2 separate regions of the Mus musculus genome follow, and region 1 is linked to region 2. The links are chromatin contacts, called in public Hi-C maps. All regions are on one chromosome and are shown on one strand. The core of a region is the stretch at or near the end of the contact, and the rest is flanking DNA. Distances in the headings are between cores, read along the strand shown.

Region 1 (3,142 bases), core at 431-2,930, 440 kb before region 2:
TAAGAGAATGTGGCCTGGTTCCACTCATAACAATCCCATAGGCCTTCAATCTGAATACAGAGTGGGTAGTGACAGTAACAATATATATTAAGTCTCAGCTATATGCAGGACACTTTGCCAAGTGAATTTTTTGTTTTCTTTCCAGTGTTCTTCATAACAATTCCCTGAAATAGGTACTACAGTCATCTTCATTTCTTATACATAAGCAAATCAAACTCCTAGGGTTTAGTAACTCTATATTTACTCATCCTGTGCTGTCAGGCTCACTGAAGTGTCACGTGTCAGTCTACACTGAATTTGAGAGCACACATGCTAATGAAGCCAAAAGAACTTCCAAATCTGGCCAAAGGAAAAATGTATTACAAATCAATATTAGATTATAAGTGGATAGGGTGACATGGGAAGCTATAGCTAGACCTCATGGTGGATCAAAAATGTGATGAAATATCTTACGCATTTCCCCCAAAGTCCAAACCATAAAAGGGGTGGTAATGGTGGAAGCAGCATATGTCCAGGTGCTGATAGCCTATTTATGCAAAGATGAATTTGGAGGACATGAGTCCTTTGTTCGTTTTTTGAGAGTTTTTAAAACCCCAACTAAATGACACAAAGAGGTCTGGCTAGGATAGAAACACCAATCAGACATATGGATTGATCATTCAAGCATCTTTCCTACCCTGATATCCTACTGTCACAACATGCTTGAATGTTTAAGGAAAAGGTATTCAGTTTGTTTCAAGAAGGAGAGAGAGGAGGAATGTGTGTTTTCTCTACTCTTCAGTTTCAAGTAAATGGACAATCTATCAAGAAAGCAAAATTATATTTGAACTGACAAGCATCATCCAGTGTTCACCTCAGGCAGTGTTCTCAAGTCACAGAGAAACAAAATGGCCCACCCTGAAGAGAGCCTTGTAATCCTAATGCCTAGAAGCCTGAAGCCTCACTACTACTGAAAGGGAGGCTGTCACTGGCCATGAGCTGAACACAAAGGGAATAACTGAAAGAACACAAAAAGTACAGTACTCCTTTGCTGAGATGAACCAGGTATCCACAGCGGATCTCCTACCTGTGGGTAAAGCTAAGTTAGCATCATTAGCTGTAGTCTACTCCTAGCTGGAGCTCGAAAGCAGTCTAAATCACTGAAGCAGTCCAACTGAGGACCTTTGCACAAAGGGATTCTGGCTAAAGGCGTAGCATCAGCCGCTGCACTCTGTCCCTCCCCTGCCCCAACCAGCATATGTGGTCTCTGGCTGTAGCCAGCCAACCTGGGCTTCCCTCCAGTTAGGGGCATATGGTAAGGTCACAATGGCCAAAGGGGTTTAAACAGAAGACTTGATTCAGACTCAGAAAGAATAAACATATCAAATGAAGGTGCACAGAAGCGAGAGGATCAGAGAGGCTCTGCAATTCTTCTTAGGGTTTCCGTGTTTTCTCTCTTTTGCACAGTGACTTGTCAGCGTACCTAGGTGGAATACGGGATGCGATAGGAGACAAGTAAAAAAAATAAATAAATAAAACTGAAATATTTTCAGATAGCACTGTGAACCTTGCAGAGTGCAGAAACGGTTTTACACGGCGCAGGAGTTTATGATTGCTGAAGCACCAAGGTCTAGCGCTGCCAAGAGTTTGCAGAGCAGCGGCTCCTCTGACAGGAACTGCGGAGCAATGTTCTTCCAACAGCCTGACGTCATCTGTGTTGGTTTGGGTGGGACTGGATTGAATGAGGATGAAGCTGACAAGAAAGGGATTGTGTGGCTCCGTGTGAGGAGGAATACATAATTTACAGACAATTCCCCACAGAAGCAGATGAAAGTAGCAGCATTCTTGTGGCCCAGAATTCACGATACAAAACACATTTTTCTGCCAGGAAGTAATATGTTGCAACTCTGACCCAGTTCGCCACCCACCTAACTCCATTAGGAAATAAATGAAATGGTCTAAATAAAGAGAGGCATTTAATTGAGGCTACGGTTTCCAGAACAGAAAGAGTCTAGGCTCTAATTAAGTATCTTCCAAGCCGCACTCATAGAGCTAAGGGGCTAGAACTGAGGGGACCTGAGGTCCTGTTTTGCACGACAATGGTACCGTCTGACTAACACAGCATCTGTCCAAATGACCAACACATGCGCATCTCTGTGTAAAGGAGCTTAGCAAACACATTTAATTTAGAAATTTGCAAGTGTAAGAGAGACAAGGAAAAATAGAGGCAATGACAAGCTGGTCCTGGGGCTTCTAGATCTATCCTAAAAGCAAAGACAACACAATTGTCCATACTTACCTGTGAACACATTTAATATGACTAAAAGGATTCTAAAATATTGACAAACAAACTTACAGATACCATCATTCTCTACAATTTTATGTCAGAAAACAACACTTGCTGAATTTTTAGTTTACCTCCCAACCCAATATGTTTTTTTTAAACCGTAGCAGAGTCTACCTTTTAATTCTGTTTCAGAAGTTAACTAGCTATTTTGATTTTCTGATCTATTAAATTAAAAGTGAGAATACGATACAAAAGCCAAAACAATACTGCTAATGAAAACCCACTAGTGTTTCAAGTCATTAGATGCGCAGAAGAGCTTCTGACTTATTAAAAACCTGTCATCTGCCAGCCGCTAACATTTGGACCAAGTCTTATGACACTGTCTTGACCAAAGTATGACAGAGCACAGAAATTGTTTAAGCAAAAACAAGGACAGTAAAAACAAAGGTTTTCTAAATTACTGTTGCCTGTGCCATTAAATTTCATATTGTGCATGGAATATAAATACATCACTTTGTTCTGCATGACAGGCAGAAGTGAGCATTCACACATTACTCAGCCACTTAATTAAGTGCCTGGGATATTTGCAGTTAGCAGAAACTAATAAGAGAATCACATTTAAATTCAAATCACTCCTCAGGGTAGCTGTCTGCAACATAAGCAAAGCTTACTGGGTGGATGTTCCACTAAATGCGCAGCTAAAGGCTCAGATTCACTATTTGTGAATAAAGAATAATTCTACTTGTGATTAAAGGTGAAAGTAAAACAAACAGTTCTGCTGGGGCTTTCTGAGTGACAATCCATTCTGCTCGTTTTAAATGCACAGTCTGTCTATTATGATGTCTGCTACAACAAGGGTATGATTTAGAGTGTGGC
Region 2 (3,323 bases), core at 388-2,887:
CTAATGGAACTGAATGAGTGATCAATAGATGTCTTTATATCCCTGAAGAAATTTTTCTTCCTACTGGTGTGGTTAGTTTTTCAGTTTTCAGTGTTATCTATAACTATCATGTATGGCTGTCTTATTAAATTTAGTTCCAGCTGTTTGGGGTAGCCATTTCTCAGTACAGTGCTTTGCCCTGCCTCACATCAGTGTATGGGTCTGGATTTTTCTTCATACTAATATTGACGTGAAATCAATTGAAAATGCTGATACCTCCATGCGCATTTTCCCATTAACTGTTCATCCAATTTTTCCTTATTTGTTATTTTTGCCTAAGTTGTAATCCATTAGATTTATAGAATTGTCTTGTTCCAATTATGTTAACTTCTTTTGCCACTGAAAAGATACAAAATAAAAGGCACAGTGAACCTAGAGGAACTCCATCTTGAAGGAAGTAGTGTGTGTGCTGGGTAAAGAGGAACGGAGCCCCGTGCACATGTAACAGAGTATCCAGGAACTGCTCTAAGTGCCAAGCCCCAAATTACAGTAGCACGGAGAATATATCTTGCTGTATTTCTATGAAGACTTTGCTGTAAATGTGCTTGACAGTTAGTTGTACCTTCTTTTAGAAATGTATTTTTTTAGTTTTCGGTATTGCCTTTGAAATAAACACTTTAAGCCATTTTCGACATCACTGTTGCTCTTTGCCATGGGTCTTTCTTGTTATCAATACATATATTTATACATTCTCTCAACATATATGACGTGAAAATAGAAAGGGAGCTGGAAGTGGGGAGTTGTAAGGAAGGACAGGAAAGGGTGGTCAGTCCAGTGCCATCATGAAGTCACTCACTGCAGTGAAACAAGAGTCTCGTGCAGTGTGGGTTGGAAGAAGTGGCATCCTGTGTTCTGCATGATGTAGGATGGGTGTGCATTTTCCTATAGCTCATTCTCAGCTTTGTTGTACTCTATTTCAGAGTGTAGTAAATGCTGCCATTAAGCAAATAAAATGATAAATAACTGGCAGTTTAACGTAGACACTAATGGAGCCTAAAAGCCTTTAAAATGACAAAACCCAGCAACTTTTATGATTTATAGGCTCATTTGTGTTACACCGTTTTGGTCATATATTTGACAGTATTCCTTTTTTTTAAACTCTCTCCTAAAAAGTATGGTTTTGTGTTACCTGAGTGAAAAGGCATTAAAAGAATATAACAGAGTCTCAGCTAAGTCTGCTAATGCTAAGCACAGCTTCCTTTTGGGCCTGCCCTGTTTGCATGTTGTAAGGGAAAGACGGTAACGCAGGCAATCCCCAGTGTATATAGGCAACAGTAGCCCTCAGAAGGCCTTGTACCTGCTGTCATGTAACGTTGTTTTAAGACGGTCATGTTGCTTTATGGATGCAGGGGTTTCCATTTATTATCTGTTGGTCTTCAGTCTGCTGAACCCTGGTGGCTGTGCTCAGACTTGTGTTGTGTCAAATCAAAAGTCTAAGAATAACCCAGATTACACCGTCTGTAGTTACCTGGTGCCAGGTTTTCTTTGGAAGTCATCATTTCAGCTGGACTCTTTTGGCATCCACACAGCACTCAGTGGTGTCTCGGGAAGCGGTGATGTAATCCGATCCGTGTTCTGTGTGGTCTAAGAACCAGAATAACATTTTGCATTAGCTGCATTGATCGGGAATCCTCCCTAGTCATTTACTAGACAATTAATACAGTCTTGTAAAGGGCCCCCTGGGTAGCCCTATAAACGAGATTGTTTTACCCTAGGACTCAAAGATGCATCAGTATAGACAGGAGTAACTAAAGCTGATGAATAGAAGCAGGAAAACCTAAATCCACAGATCACATTATTCTCCATCCAGCCTTAAAGATAAGCTAAGCGCTCCTGAGATTTTTCTGAAACTGAGGAAATGTATTTTCATAATTCAAATTTTTATTGATTAAAATATGAAAATATAATAGATATACTTCTATAATTATAGTCTTAATTTTGTCCAAATATGTTTCTAAGACATGACAAAGGTGCTTCGCATTGGTCCTTAAAGCAGCAGATTGTTGTTTGTTTGTTTTTTTGTTTGTTTGTTTGTTTTGGACCTTAGCAGTTTTACAATATTGCATGTACAGAATGGCTTGATTTTTGAAATGCTGGGACCAATGGGAACTGTAGTGAATGGATGCAAAGGCTCAGAAAGTACTACTTTCTGCTTTGCAAGTCATGTGCTGGTTGGATTCAGTGAGGCAGTGGCTGCTATGTAAGACACACCTGCTGGGGTCAGTCTCAGATTTACTATTCACGTCCTGTCCGTAAGGCATGTCCATAAAATCCCTATATTCAGCATAGAACATCTAAATCCCATTTATATTTTGTATTTTATAATACATCATCAATAAAATTGGAATCTGTTCTTGTATTCAAAACGTTTATGATTTACCCACAAAACCTGAGCTCCTTAAAAGGCGTTTTCATAGATGCTGTCTGTTGCAGTTTCTAACTCCAAGGCCTTTCATGATTACTGCGTGTGTGTTTATCCCCAGAAATGAGTGATGTGCTTGCATCTCTGGATCTTTGGTTCTTCTGGAACCCAAATACCTGTTTTAAACTACAAAAAATTGGAGTGAATTCTAAGATCATTTTTTTAAATGAAGCAGATGTGGTGATTAGTTTTATGTAAATTGAGCATTAGAACTTCAGAGCCACGTGTGTTACAGTACTTAGTAACGTCATGCTGTCCTGTTTTCATAACTTTTCAGTGCAAAATGGAAAGGAATGCTTTCTGAAAATAACTCTTCTGTCTGCAGGTACTACTGAGAGGGTTTGCTTGATCCAGGGAACAATTGAAGCGCTGAACGCAGTTCATGGATTCATTGCAGAAAAAATCCGAGAAATGCCCCAAAATGTTGCCAAGACAGAACCAGTCAGTATCCTACAACCTCAGACCACCGTTAATCCTGATCGCATCAAACAAGTGAGTGTTTAGTTGGGAAATCAGGCAGAGCTATCCACAGTGCAGTAGGAATTCCTTTCAGAGGAAGCAGTTTAGCCTTAGCAGGAAGATGCTTACACTTACCTAAAATTGTCATTTAGAATTTGAAGACTTTTGGAGCCTTCAGTTGGCAAATCAATATATTGATTAATTTTACATTGATTAGTGATATACTAGGAGGCACTGAGATGCCTAGGATGGCTTTTTGCTAATATGGAGCTACAGGTTTTATTGATTTATGGAAATATATTTTGTTTAAAATATAAGAATTCTTAAATAAATTATGAAAAATGGAAATGACATTTATATTCACAGCATTTCCAATGCCCAACTTTAGTGACATTTGTCGTTC

What was found. A called contact is a pair of places that touch in the nucleus more often than the background predicts.
Region 1: a Hi-C map of cerebellar granule neurons shows a contact between it and region 2, with 1.7 times the contacts expected there. The contact joins two enhancer-like sites. A contact is called at or near these places in 2 of 484 Hi-C or Micro-C datasets (brain and cerebellar granule neurons).

The regions. Positions count from the first base shown.
Region 1 is chr12:47,163,104-47,166,245 of GRCm38.p6, reverse strand. No RefSeq gene overlaps it. Among named protein-coding and RNA genes, the nearest start is that of Nova1, 350 kb to the right of the region's middle. Within about 2 kb of position 1,680, at least 93 of the 459 cell types and tissues checked have an H3K27ac peak or open chromatin away from gene starts, as enhancers often do. A contact at or near this core is called in cerebellar granule neurons, where this site is marked.
Region 2 is chr12:46,720,320-46,723,642 of GRCm38.p6, reverse strand. Nova1 (NOVA alternative splicing regulator 1) reads left to right here. Exons shown (of 5, transcript NM_021361.2): 3 at 2,787-2,953. Among named protein-coding and RNA genes, the nearest start is that of Nova1, 97 kb to the left of the region's middle. Within about 2 kb of position 1,637, at least 8 of the 459 cell types and tissues checked have an H3K27ac peak or open chromatin away from gene starts, as enhancers often do. A contact at or near this core is called in cerebellar granule neurons, where this site is marked.